Linked DNA regions of Sus scrofa: region 2 is linked to region 1. A link is a contact called in public HiChIP or PLAC-seq data. All regions are on one chromosome and are shown on one strand. The core of a region is the stretch at or near the end of the contact, and the rest is flanking DNA. Distances in the headings are between cores, read along the strand shown.

The links. HiChIP or PLAC-seq counts read pairs in DNA pulled down with a chosen protein or histone mark.
Region 2: a contact with region 1 is called in an H3K27ac HiChIP or PLAC-seq map of skeletal muscle. The contact joins two enhancer-like sites. A contact is called at or near these places in 2 of 47 Hi-C or Micro-C datasets (fetal skeletal muscle and skeletal muscle) and 1 of 2 datasets of contacts at active chromatin or transcription factors (skeletal muscle).

What each region holds. Positions count from the first base shown.
Region 1 is chr16:6,034,835-6,041,586 of Sscrofa11.1, reverse strand. All of the region lies in intron 3 of MYO10 (unconventional myosin-X), which reads left to right. Among named protein-coding and RNA genes, the nearest start is that of MYO10, 110 kb to the left of the region's middle. Within about 2 kb of position 2,911, at least 23 of the 83 cell types and tissues checked have an H3K27ac peak or open chromatin away from gene starts, as enhancers often do. A contact at or near this core is called in fetal skeletal muscle and skeletal muscle, where this site is marked.
Region 2 is chr16:6,113,264-6,120,317 of Sscrofa11.1, reverse strand. All of the region lies in intron 1 of MYO10 (unconventional myosin-X), which reads left to right. Among named protein-coding and RNA genes, the nearest start is that of MYO10, 29 kb to the left of the region's middle. Within about 2 kb of position 3,432, at least 16 of the 83 cell types and tissues checked have an H3K27ac peak or open chromatin away from gene starts, as enhancers often do. A contact at or near this core is called in fetal skeletal muscle and skeletal muscle, where this site is marked.

The sequences.
Region 1 (6,752 bases), core at 1,662-4,161:
AGCCTGGGAACCTCCATATGCTGTGGGTGTGGCCATAAAAAAAAAAAAAGTGTGGGTGGAGAGCTGTGAAGGGGTAAAGCAAGCATTCAGTAAACATATCAAAACTGGGCCCACTTTTCTCTACTCCCCTCCTCTTGAGCTTTGTTTTCACAATTTTCCATGTCATTTAAAGCAGTTTTTTAAACAAGATCAACCCCTATAACTGATGGGGCTGTGTTACAGTAAAATGGCACGGGAAGGCTTTAGGAACTTTGCTAACCTTTGTACCCCTCTCCCCACTTATCTAATGCCACCAGCCTCCACCCCCCCACCCCACCCCTGCAAATGACTGCATCCACAGCATATAGAAGTTTTGGGGCCAGGGATTGAATCTGATCCATAGCTGCAGCAATACCAGGTCCTTTAACCTGCTGTGCCCAGCTGGGCATGGAATCTGTGTCTCCAAAGCAACAGGAGCTACTGCAGTTGGGTTCTTAACTCACTGTGCCACAATGGGAACTGCTAATACCACCAGCTCTTTTTCTATTTTATTTTGTTTCTTTTTATGGTCACACCTGCAGCATATGGAAGTTCCTGGGTCAGGAGTTGAATTGGAACTGCAGCTGTGGCCTACACCACAGCCATGGCAACACCCGATCCGAGCTGCATCTGCCACTTATACCGAGCTTGTGGCGACACCAGGTTCTTAATCCTCGGAGCAAGGCCCGAGATCAGACCCATGTCCTCGCTGGGGCAATGTCCGATCCTTAACCTGCTGTGATGCAGCAGGAACTCCCAATACCACCAGCCCTTTATTTGGAAAGCTCCTTCTGGGCACAGAGGCTGTGCACACTTCTGCATCAGTGTCTGTGGGTCTTTGTGACCCCAGCCTTGCTGCTGGTCCTGTTTGGCTCTGATGCTTGAGTTCGAGCAGCTCTGCTCTTTCTGGAGCTGCCTTGCAGGAGCTCCTGCTTCACACCCCAGTGCTCCATTCCCTTCCTGGAGCCCCAGGCTCTCGTGCCCAATGCTCCACCTTGTCAGCCTTCTCCACCCTCCAGTGACTCTCTGGATGAGAACTCTGCTCCGTACCTCAGTTCCCCACCTGGACTCCACCCTAAACCTCTTGTCTCTGGGCTTTCTGCCACCATGGGGCTGGCCCTGGGGAGAGGCTCTCAGGAGTCCAACCCACCTTTGTCTCTTCCTGCTACTGAAGAGATCTGATGGGGACAAGTGCCCATACCTGGAAGTCCCTGGAGAGGCAGGATTTGTGTTGTTGATCAGAAGTGGGGAGGCGGAACAGGGAGGTGGGGGGAGAATGCTGGAGAATGCTGGAGCTGGCCGTGCGGACCCTACAAAGGCGGAATTAGAGTCGGTTAGAAGCAAAGGCGAGGGAGATGGAGAGATGAGAAGGCATTGGGTGTGATGGCCTCACTCAAGTGGGAGAAGGCTCCTTTGCTTGTGCAATCTGCTGTTTGTTGGGGAGCAATTAGCGGATGTTAGTGTGGTGGATAGGCAAGGGTCAGGACACTCTTAAAAGCCATGGTTCTCGACCACGTGCGGTGACCCAGGGGGCCTTTGGCAGCATCTGGAGGCACTTTGGGCTGCCATAGCCAGGGCAGAGGATGCTGATGGCATCTAGTAGGTAGAGGCCAGGGATCCGCCCAACATCCCACAGTGCACAGGATGGCCCCACCGCAAAGAGCCTTCTGGCCCAAGATGTCATAGTTATGAGAACCCCTTCCTGACTTAAAGCTGGTCAGCAGCATTTGGGCTTGGTGGTAGAGAGGCCACCCATTTTATTTTGGCCATCCCTCAACATATGGAGTTCTGGGCCAGGGATCAGATCCAAGCTGCAATTGCAGTCTGTGCCACAGCCCTGGTAACGCCTCATCCTTGACCCAGTGTGCTGGGCTGGGGATCGAACCTGCGTCCCAGCACTGCAGATTCACCACCCATTCCATTGTGGCACAGCAGGAACTCTGAAGACATCATCTCTGTCAAAGGCTTATGAAGAGAGAATTTCCCCGAGGAAACACTTAGAAGGGTTGCCAAGGGAAGTGATGAGATAGACTGTATAGAGGGTGCCGGGCTGAGAGAGTGTTGTGATAATTCAGAAGAGAAGAGGTGAGGGTTTGGGACCAGAGATGGCGATGAGCGAGAGGAAATGAAACAGGAGCTGTGCTGGGGCCGGGGCTGTGTGTGAAGGAGGCAGGGCTGCCTGTGGTGACTCCCAACCTGGTCAGGGACCCCTGGCTAGGAGAGCCTGTTGCCAACAGCCCAGGCAGCTCCCGCAGGAGAGGAGGGTTGAGAAACCAGCTGGGTTTGGGGTGCCTGTTGCCTTGTGTTCTCCAGAGTCTGGATCATTTCGGGTTTGGTACCTGGCCTCTGAGCACGGCGAGGACAGAGCAGAGGAGGTGTGTGTCACGGTGACCATCAGCTGTGTTCAGGGTGGAGCAAGGCTCTGTGTGATGCCGCAGTTTTCTGCCCAGTGGAAGAGGAAGACACGGGCTCTCGCTGTGGGGTTTGTGGCGCCCTGGCTTAAGGTGATGCGGGAGCCTCCTCGCCCAGCTCGTGGGAATGACTGGAAACCACATCAGGGAGAGGGCCTCTGGGAACCTCAGAGCCCTGCCGCAGTGTTGGCACTGGGGCTCTGGTTCCAGAGGAGGCCAGGCTTGGTCCTCCCCAACTGGTCCACCCCACCCCGTGGGTTGTTGGTCTTGCTGAACAAATGGGGTGGAGCTGCGAATCAGAGGAGCCCATTTTAAGAAGTGGGGCTGAGTCTAAAGATAACTGCTTGTGTCAGCACCGAAGATGCTTCACAGCTCATGTATTTTGAGGCTGTCCTGAAAATATCCTCCTCTGGTTAGGTGGCCATTCCAGACCGAGTCTGTAGACGTGTTTGCTGTTGTTCCTGAATTAACTTGGAAGCCTGCGGGGAGGTGGCAGGCTGCCTGCGGTGTTGACAGTGGGCACACCAGGGCCTGGGGTTCGCTGATGTGCGCCTGCAAATTTAAACCTGCGATTCATTTCCTTGAGTCCTGTCTTCCCACAGTGGCTTTTTGGGGGAGTTGTTTTCCGTCCCCTTTCAAAGCCAGTGTCAAGTAACAGGGTGCCCCTCACCGGATGGCTAGTGGGCTTTGCGTTTGTCTCATACCGGGAACAGCTGAATACAGTGTGGTTTGTCAGGGTTGGCTTTTTTTTTTTTTTTTTTTTTTTTTCTTCACATGAAATCAAGACTGGTGTTGCCAAAAGATGATTGTAACCATCTGTCTGACTCTATGTATTTTTAAACTTTACCAAACATTTATGCTCTCGAGTTGCCATTTCCACATCAGCACATGATGCTGGCAATTAGGAACTTTGTTTTTGTTAATTTTTTTTTTTTTTCTTCTCTTTCCTGCCTCTTTTGGGTCAGACTCCTTTCAACAAGGAGGGAGTGTGAGTCAGAAATTCACTCCAATTAAACAAATGTCACTTCTAAATTTAAGAGCTTGACTCGAGTAACTTCTCGAGTTGTTGGCTGTGATCTCTAGCTTTCTTTTCAGCGAACTTGAACGCTTAACTGTTTTGATTGTTTGCCTGGAACAGTGACGGCAAACAGCTTTGTGAGGGCAGAGGTGGGGGAAGGGGGCACTGCACACAGTTAAAGCGGGAACTTAATTGGTGGATTGATAGTTGAAGTGATCCTGACATGCCTCCATGGATTCTGCCCTGCATGTGGGCCAGGCTGTGTGTGAGGCTCCAAGGATGCAAAATTACTCTTGTTCCCAGTAACCGTGTCTTGAAAGATTGAATAAGTGAAAGGCACTGCCCTTCTGGGATCTCCTGGTTTACTGGTGGAGGCAGACACAGCAATCCTTTGACAATAGCTTAGGGCAATGAGTGTGATCAAAATACTGGGACAGATAGAGTGACCCCTCAGAGGAGGAGGTGAGAGGGGGTCAGAAAATGATTCCTGGAGTTCCCACTGTGCCTCAGCAGCTTAAGGACCTGACATAGTCTCCGTGAAGATGTGGGTTTGATTCCTGGCCTTGTTCGGGGTTAAGGAGCTGGCATTGGGGTGGCTGTGGCATAGGCCTCAGCTGTAGCTTGGATTTGACCCCTGGCCCAGGAACTCCCATATGCTGTAGGTGCAGCCTTAAAAAGAAAAAAAAGAAAGAAAGAGGAGTTCCCATCGTGGCTCAGTGGTTAACAAATCCAACTAGGAACCATGAGGTTGTGGGTTCGATCCCTGGCCTCGCTCACTGGGTTAAGGATCCGGCATTGCCGTGAGCTGTGGTGTAGGTCGCAGACGTGGCTCGGATCCCTCATTGCTGTGGCTGCGGCATAGGCTGGCGGCTACAGCTCCGATTAGATCCCTTAGCCTGGGAACCTCCATATGCCGCAGGAGCGGCCCTAGAAAAGACAAAAAGACAAAGAAAGAAAGAAAATGATTCCCTATTGAGGTACTGCTTGCAAGAGTTTGAAAGCATTGAAGGGGAGTTCAGCCAAGAGGAAGGGTGGGTCAGTCCTGGCAGAGGATTAGAAGAGGCTAAAAATAGCATGATGTGTTTGTCCAGCTGCCAGGCATGCAGATGCTACAGTGAAGGTTGCATGCTGCTGGCCGGCAAAGCGGTCAGAAGCAGGTGAGGAAGGGCGCTGTGCATAAGTGAATGACCTTGAATTCCTTTGGGAAGGTTGGTAGGGAACAACGTCAAAGTTGAGTTCTGGGCCACCCTCCTCTGGCTACAAGGAGGAGAGATGACCAGCAAACCAGATGGGAAATGATGGGATTCGCAGCCAGTCCTGCGGGGAGCTGGAGTCTTGAGATATACTAAGAGGTAGGATCTAGGTGTTTGATTGAGTTTGAAGGGCAGTAGGCTGAATTCGACAGGATGACTCCTGGATTTCTGGATCCATCATTTGGGTAGATTGTGGTGCCGCTGTCAGGATGTGACTATTTGAGAAGAAACAGGTGTTTCGAGGAGCTCAGCCTTGTTCATGCTGCATTCGCGCTTGGGGGCACAGATGAGGATGGCCAGCAGGCTGTTAGTATTCAGATCTGCCATTTAAAACAGAAGCTGCATTCAAGGTAAAGGTTTGGGGAGGTAAGTCATGGCTATGGTTAGCTGGGATGATGGCGAGAGCAGGGAAGGGGAGAGTAGTGGGTGGGGAGGAAATGGAGCTGGTGGTTCCCTCTTTTTTTTTTTTTTTGTTTGTTTTTTTTTTTTTGTCTTTTTGGTCTTTTGTTGTTGTTGTTGTTGTTGCTATTTCTTGGGCCGCTCCCGCGGCATATGGAGGTTCCCAGGCTAGGGGTTGAATCGGAGCTGTAGCCACCGGCCTACGCCAGAGCCACAGCAACGCGGGATCCGAGCCGCGTCTGCAACCTACACCACAGCTCACGGCAACGCCGGATCGTTAACCCACTGAGCAAGGGCGGGGACCGAACCCGCAACCTCATGGTTCCTAGTCGGATTCGTTAACCACTGCGCCACGACGGGAACTCCGGTTCCCTCTTTTTAACAAGTCCTTCCCCCCTTAGGAAAGTCATGGCACTGACCTGAGCCAGTTTCCCTGGTGCATTTCAGATCACTTGCTCTATATCCAGCTTTTCAAGACCACGTGATGGACAGCCATTGTAGCTTTCTTTTCATTAACAAAAACAGCGATTAATACTTGGGACTTGTATGACACTCTCACTTGGTGGTGGGGGTAGCAGAGGATCTGTTGCTGTTACTGATCGGAATCTCAGGCCCAGACGGGTGAAGTAGTGCATCAGGGAAGGTAGGTCCAGGCTGAGGACCTGAGGTCTTGACCTGCCAGAGCCTTGGCTGTCTCCATTATTTCTTCCAGTGTTGGAAGAGTGACTTCTTGACGGTAACGTGGATCCTTTCAGTTTACCAGCAGAATGCAGCTGTGGCCACCGGGTCACTTTATGTGTTCTATTTTTTGTTTTGTTTTTGTCTTTTTTTTTTTTTTTTTTTTTTTTAAGCCTATACCCGCAACATATGGAAGTTCCCAGGCTAGGAATTGAATCAGAGCTGCAGCTAACGGCCTACACCACAGCCACAGCAACGCCAGATCTGAGCTGAAGCTCACAGCAAAGCCGAATCCTTAACCCACTGATTGAGATGAGGGATTGAACCTTTGTCCTCTTGGACACTGATTGGGTTCATTACTGCTGAGCCATGACAGGAACTCCACTTTTCACGTTTGTTTGTTTGTTGTTTGGCTTTTGCTGTCATTGTTGTTGGTTTAGGGCCGCACCCTTGGCATATGGAGGTTCCCAGGCTAGGGATCCAATTGGAGCCAGCCTACGCCATAGCAGTGCCATATCCAAGTCGAGTCTTCGACTATACCACAGCTCCAGGCAACACAAGATCCTTAACCCACTGAATGAGGCCAGGGATCGAACTCATATCCTCATGGATACTAGTTGGGTTTGTTTCTGCTGAGCCACAATGGGATTTTTTTATTGGTGGGCTAGATACTAGGTATTATACCCCTCTGCCTTTTGAAAAACCTCGATTTAATAGATTTTATACTGAAGCCAGGCAGTGAGTTTTTTTCCCACCATATTAAAGCAGTGTGTACTGCAGCTGTTCTAGATTATTGAAATGGGCAAGGGAACGTACGGGGGGGGGGGGGTGAGTTATGTGGAACTTTACTGACAAGAAAAGCAAATTTTTTATGTGCTTCAAAAGAGAATATACTTTCTGTTTCTGAAAAGCTGTTAACATGACCAGGCTATTTATTCTCATGGAGTTTGGAATCCAATACAAGGAAAGACACCG
Region 2 (7,054 bases), core at 2,183-4,682, 78 kb before region 1:
GAGATTGAGGTGCTGGCAGATTTGGTTTCTGATGAGGCCTCTCTTCCAGTCTTGCAGAGGACTGGCTTCTGGTTGTGCCCTCACATGAATGCAGGAAGAGAGAAAAAGAGCCTGTGGGCATGAGTGAGGTCTCATATAAGGACACGAATCCCGTTGGATCAGGGCATCACCCCTGTGACCTGATTTAACCCTCAAATAAAATTTCAGCCTCATTAAACAGTCATTCCCTATTTACCTCTGCCCTTGGAAACCACCAGCTTGCTTTCTATCTCTGTGAATTTACCTATCCTGGATATCTCGTTTATTTTTATTTTATTTTATTTTATTTTTGTCTTTTTAGGGCTTTACCCACAGCATATGGAGGTTCCCGGGCTGGGGTGGAATTGGAGCTGTAGCCACTGGCCTGCACCACAGCCACAGCAATGCCACAACGTCTGAGATGTACATTATAGCTCATGGCAAGCCAGATCCTCAACCCACTGAGGAAGGCCAGGGATCGAACCTGTGTCCTCATGGATACTAGTCAGATTCATTTCCACTGAGCCATGACGGGAACTCCTCAGATATCTCATTTAAATGATGTTGTACAATGTGTGATCTGTGTTTTTTGTTCATTTACTGTGGTTTTGAGTTTCATTTGGTAGCGTGTATCAGTACTTCATTCCACTTTATAGCTGAGTAATATTTCAGTTTTGGCTCTGATTTTATATAAATAAATTTTTTGTGTATAAAACACAGCATGTAAAAAGCCTACATATGTATTTATGTAATTTATTTATCTAACCTGTATACATCTATACTTATTTGTGTTGATTTCTGTCTGGCAAGAGTCCTACATTTAGAGACAGGAATGGATAGACTTCTGTGTCCTTGGAGTACAGTGTCGGAGTGCTTTAACACGGGCCCCTCTGTGTACATCTCTTTTCAGTTGGCTTAACTAATAAAGGTATTGGACATGGTTTGTCCATACCCCACCCCCGCCCCACCTAAATAAGCCAAAGGTAAAACAAAAGCATCTTTAGAAAACCTCATTGTAACTTCTTTCCAGGGAGCCTGAGGCTCCTCCTCTGACTGTCAGTTTAGTTTGCTCTTGTGTGTGATTTAGCAGGCATGATCACACAGGCCTATGTTAGTCTCATCATGTGCCTTAAGTATTGCCAGATGATAGGAATTGACAGCTTTTCTGCTTAGAACTGCTTAAGAGAATATTTGGTGGGCCTTGCTTTAGTTTTAAGTGAGTCATTTCACTTTTTTACACTTTTAATGATAGGTAGAGATAAGTTTTTTTTTTCTTTCTTCTTCTTCTTTTTTTTTTTTTTTTGCTTTTTAGGGCCACACCTGCAGCACATGGAAGTTCCTAGGCCAGGGGTCACATTGGAGCTGTAGCCGTTGGCTTATGCCAGAGCCACAGCAATGCCAGATCTGAGCTGTATCTGCAACCCACACCACAGCTCAAGGCAACGCCGGATCCCCAACTCACTGACCCTGCAATATGGTTCCTACTCAGATTCGTTTCTGCTGAACCACAACGGGAACTCCAAGATAAGTTTTAACATTACATTTTAAAGTCATATTTAAGCGTAGAAGAGTGAAATCACGTGAATATGTGCTCATTGCATCTTCTCAGCAGCTGATATCTGGAAATGCCAAAGAAGGGATTTCCCATGCATTTCCCATACTAGATACATTAAGATACATTAAAAAATGAAACCATAAGTATACTTTGCTTGCCTGTTCCGTGGGTGTTTGGTTTGGTTTTGGTTTTGGTTTTTTTTGAAGAGGTAGTCTGTATCTCCTTCTGTAAGTGTTGCAGCATAAAAGGTTTTTCGATATTGTCTGCATAATCCTTTGGGGTATGGTAGCAGCATTTGGGCCGTATGTAGGAATGGATGAAATTGTCCAGTGATGGAGTTCCCATTGTGGCTCAGCAGTTAACGAACCCAACTAGTATCCGTGAGGATGCAGGTTCAATCCCTGGTCTTCCTCAGTGGGTTAAGGATCCGGCCTCACCATGAGCTGTGGTGTAGGTTGCAGATGTGGCTGGGATCCAGCATTACTGTGCCTGTGTGGGCTGGCAGCTTCAGCTCTGATTAGACCCCTGGCCTGGGAACCTCCATGTGCTGCAGGTGCAGCCATTAAAAAAAGACCAAAAAAAAAAAAAAATTGTCCAGTGGTTTTTCATTTTCTAGGAAATCACTCGAAATGAAAACACCATCGCCAGTGATGGGTCAGTCATCAGGTTGGGTGATCAGTGCTCATTTCTTTGGTACTTGTCTTAATAGTTGATACTTTCAGAGTTCCCGTCGTGGCTCAGTGGTTAACAAATCCGACTAGGAACCATGCAGTTGCAGGTTCGATCCCTGGCCTCGCTTGGTGGGTTAAGGATCCGGCATTGCCGCATTGCCGTAAGCTGTGGTGTAGGTTGCAGACGTGGCTTGGATCCCGCGTTGCTGTGGCTCTGGAGTAGACCGGTGGCTACAGGTCCGATTCGACCCCTAGCCTGGGAACCTCCATATGCCACAGGAGCTGCCCTAGAAAAGGCAAAAAAAGATAAAAATAAATAAATAAATAAGAAATAGTTGATACTTTCTCCCTTGGTGTTTCCCAGTCTTTGTTGTGCAACTTTGTGGTGTGGTTTTCCCAGTCCTCTGATTCCTCCTTGGCTGGTTTGCACCCTCTCCCACTTGAGGGGCAGAGTCGTGTAATATCAACAGCTCTGCTCCGGAATGACTTCTGTTTTGACTCCTGGCTCCATGTGTGATAAAGTTACAAAGAAGCAGGCAAAGAGCAGAAACAGAGGGAGTGAACGTTTTTCAAGCTCCTCTCAGAAATCTTGAAGGCTTCTTGAATGCAGATAGTTTTTTCCACGTTAACCCAGGGAGTTGAGAGGAGAGGGACTGCTGGTTTGGAAGTGCTGGGATGGTTGAAGGTGTCGGTGTTGGCGGAGACCTTCAAGGTGGAGGTGGAGGAGGAGGAAGCTTGGAGGGATGATGATAAAGTGGTTCTGGCCACACTGGCTTCTGATGTCCAATCCTTAGTTGTGAATGAGTTCAAACTGCTTTGGGGTGGCATGTCAGTGGGCCTGAAACGGTTTTCTTCCCTTTTGACCAGTGGCTCCCTCGAGGGGGCTAATTTTGGCCCCAGGGGATATTTGACAAGGTTTGCTGAGTTTTGCTTGTCACGACTAAGCGTGGGGGTTATGTAATGAGTAGAAGCCGGGAATGCTGCTAAATTTCTTCCTGCACAGGACAGCCCCCACACCAAAGACTTAGCTGCCTCAGTTGTCAGTGTTGCTGAGGTTGAAACACCTGCAGTTGAGGCCTTCCTGAAGTCAGGGGTGCTCCTTCCTGTAGCCCTCATTCCAGTCTGTAGTGGTGGCAGGTGGCGGGGAGCCATTCTGGTCCCTTCAGAAGTCTGCTGGTGGCCCAAGGCTGGGCTAGCAGCTGTTGTGTCAGGTGGCGGGTGCCCTCAGGGCTTATAAAAGATGTCGGCTGTGTGTGAGCAATACTTAGCACTTCTGTGAAAATGCCAAGCAATCCTGTTGCTTTTCACAGAGCCTCTAGCTGAGGATGTGTCTGTCCTTATTGAAGGGGGCTTCTCTTCCTTTTTCTTCCCCTTTTAATTCACTGTGGAAGATAGGGAACAGGAAGTCTGACTTGACAATTGCCAGATTGTTCTCCCTCCTCAGATATCACTTTGTTAACAGGCTGCTCTTAACTCCCCATGGCTCTCACCAGGACCCAGAGGACCCCTACATTGTCTGCCTGGGGGTCAGCGTAAGGGATGGTTTGTGTGCGGCCAGTTAGTTAATCTTTGAAATCAGGAGTTAAATTTCTTAGTTCAACCCCTGGCGAGTTTATTCTCTAAAGCAAACAACAGATGATCACTTGGCATCGTTGGGCTCCCAGGAGCCATAAGACATATTTGAAAGTGGGTCGCCTCTAAGGTAATAGTGTCTTGTGCTTTAGCTGACCTCTGCAGCCCTTTTGTGCTTAGTGGCCTTTGTCAATCAGAGGACCTGAAATAGGCCTGTTACCCTGGCAGGTGGGGTTTTTTTTTGAGAGGGGGGCACACCCCACAGCTTATGAAAGTTCCCAGGCTAGGGGTTGAATCAGAGCTGCAGCTACCGGCCTATGCTACAGCCACAGCAACACCAGATCTGAGCTGCATCTGTGACCCACACCGCAGCTCTCAGCAGTGTCGGGTCCTTAACCCACTGGGCAGGGCCAGGGATTGAACCCACATCCTCACGGACGCCAGTTGGGTTCGTTACCGCTGAGCCACAACAGGAACTCCTGTTTTTTTTTGTTTTTAATTGGAGAGTGGCTGGGCTTGGGATCGGAGAGGCTTTCTTCTGCTGCCCCTCATCTCCCTGCCCGCCTGCCCTCTCTCCTATTGACAGGAGTGGAACTCTGGCCCCAAGATGAGTCACAGTTGGGAAGAGGGTTTCAGGGTCAGTAAGGGAGATGATTATCCTGAGAAAATAACAGTTTTGCAGAACGAGACCAGACAAATGTATGAGGTCAAATACACTAAATTCTTGAAAGTATTTCCTTTGGAGGGCTTGGAAACCAGTTTTCAGGTTTGCTGAAAGCCGGTCAATCCATCGCTAGAAAAAAGGATCTAGACCGCCCTCCACAGCAAGTGTGATTCATTGCTTTGTGTTAGTGCATGAGATGCGTGAGACTCTTCTTGTTCACAGTGGCTCTGGGCTGCTCTCAGGCAGTTTGTGTTTTAAGTGACTGAGTGATATTAAACTTGGAGTTCCCAGCCCGGCTTTGCTGCTGCAGGACTTCAGCTCTGGAATACAGATCCTCCCATTTGAACACACAATTCCCCTTTGTATTTTTATCGGCCCTTCTTGTGCCATTTATCTCTCTCTGCATTTTATTATGGCTGTTTTCTGTATTTACTAGCTTTGTCTCTGATTAGATTAAACTCTTGGAAAGCAGACTGTTTTTTATCCCTTTTCAGGCTGTTGGGTCAGGTTCTCTGAGCCAGGTGCTGGGCTGGGCTAGGCTGCTTTAGTAATATTCCCTTATTTAACCCCTTAATTGTTTAGCATTGGCGTTTTTGTACAGTAGTGGCTCAGGAAAGCTAAGTGACCGGAGAGGCAGAATTCTGTAAGATGAGGAGGAGGACTTGCCTGGGTAACTTACGGGATGTAAGTTACATGTTATAAAGCCTTTTTTTTTTTTAGGAGTTCCTGTCCTGGCTCAGTGGAAAGGAATCTGATTAGCATCCATGAGGACCAAGGTTTGATCCCTGGCCTCCCTCAGTGGGTTAAGGATCCGGCATTGCCATGAGCTGTGGTGTAGGTTGCAGATGTGGTTCGGATCTGGTGCTGGTGTGGTTGTGGTGTAGGGTGGCGGCTATAACTCTGATAAGACCCCTAGCTTGGGAACCTCCATATGTCTCAGGTGCGACCCTAAAAGACATAAAAAGCTTTTTTTTTTTTTTTTTTTTTTTTTTAAAAGAGAAAAACCTTTCTCACCACTTGTTCACTCTGGGACATTGGGCAGGATTTTTAGTGGCTCTGTGCCTTGTTGCTCACATCTGTTGAATGGGGGCATTATTCATTACTCGTTCTTAAGGCCTTAGAGTTAAACCAGTTGGTGCACTTGAAGTGCTTAGAATGGCAGCTGGCACTTGGTCAGGGGGTCTCCTGTTACTGTTATTTTCCAAGGTTACTCAGCCACTGGGGAGATTGGAATCTGGTTTCCTGGATTCCGAAGCCCATGTCCTTGTCATTGAATTCTGTGACCTCCTGACCCTGGCTCAGTGCCTTGTCAGCCAACAAGGGCTAAGTCAACATTTATAGCAATGTCGAGTGAGTGAATGCATTTGGAATTTGGGTGGTGGTGGTTCTTCAGGTACAGTGCATTTGCTTAAAGGGGACAGTCTTCCATGGGATTCACGAAAGAAGTAGCACCAGGCCAGTGTTCTGGAAAATCCTTTTGGACAACCTTCACCTGGGTGAAAAAACAAATGGCTTCTCAGATCAGTCATTTTCCATGTGGAAAATACGGCTTCATGAAGATCTGGCTCTAGAGGCTTCCAGGGAGCCACGGCACTGTGGGGTGGCAGAGTGGGAGTTCCAAGTGCTCTCCTATCGTCTAGAAAAGGAGTCTGGGGGTAGCTCAGTAGGGCTGGTGGTGAGCAGACCTGGCGCCTGTGGTCCGAGATCGGTAACCCTGCTCATTGGAGCAGCTCTGAAAGACGGCGGGTGTTGGTAGATATCCACTGTGTTTTTTAGGGTACAGCTATCACTGACTGGTTTCTACAGAGTGAACCCCAGAATCTGTAATACAGGTTTTCTCACTGTACAAGGAAGTTTAGAGGAAGTGAGACACAGAAGGTCGAGATCATTGTTCATAAGGCAGGGCCGGCAAGAGACAAACACGCTCTTCTAATCCAGCGTCGGGATGGGTGGAGTTTGTGTCGAAGTCCATCCTTCTGTCCTTCCTAGTAGAGGTGGTGCCGGCCCTCCCATCCTGCAGGGAGGCTGGCATCACATGAGTTATTTATTTAGGTGCTAGTTTCTCCGGCAGGGGACAAAGGTAGGGCGAGTAGGCCAGGGCCTCCCAGAGTGGGTGAGGTTGATGCTCAGGCTACAAGAGTGCGTGGGTTTTGCTGGCAGGGCATCAGGTAGAGTGACACAGTGCAAGCTGGGTGGGACCTGAGAACAATCCAGGTGAGGCGGAAACCTGAGGAAGGGGCTGGAGCACCTACAGTCCATAGTCAGGGGAGGGAGTTTGTTCGAATGGAAGAGGCTTTAAGCAAGGCAGAGAGGTGGGTTTGCAAGGATGATGCTGGTTCCAATGTGCTGATAGGTTGAAGAGTGCTGATAGGTTGAAGACGGATAGGGTTGGGGGTGGGGGATTAGGGTGGGGAGGGTCTCAGACTGGGGAGGTGGTGAGAACAGATGGCCTGGCTGGACTTTTGTCACCGGATGGAGCCACCCCTGGGTTTTGAAAAGCCAGTTTGCCTCTCAGAGAGGCTCACCTCCCTCTCTGCTGGGCATTTGCGTAAATTTACCAGTTTTTCTGCAGTC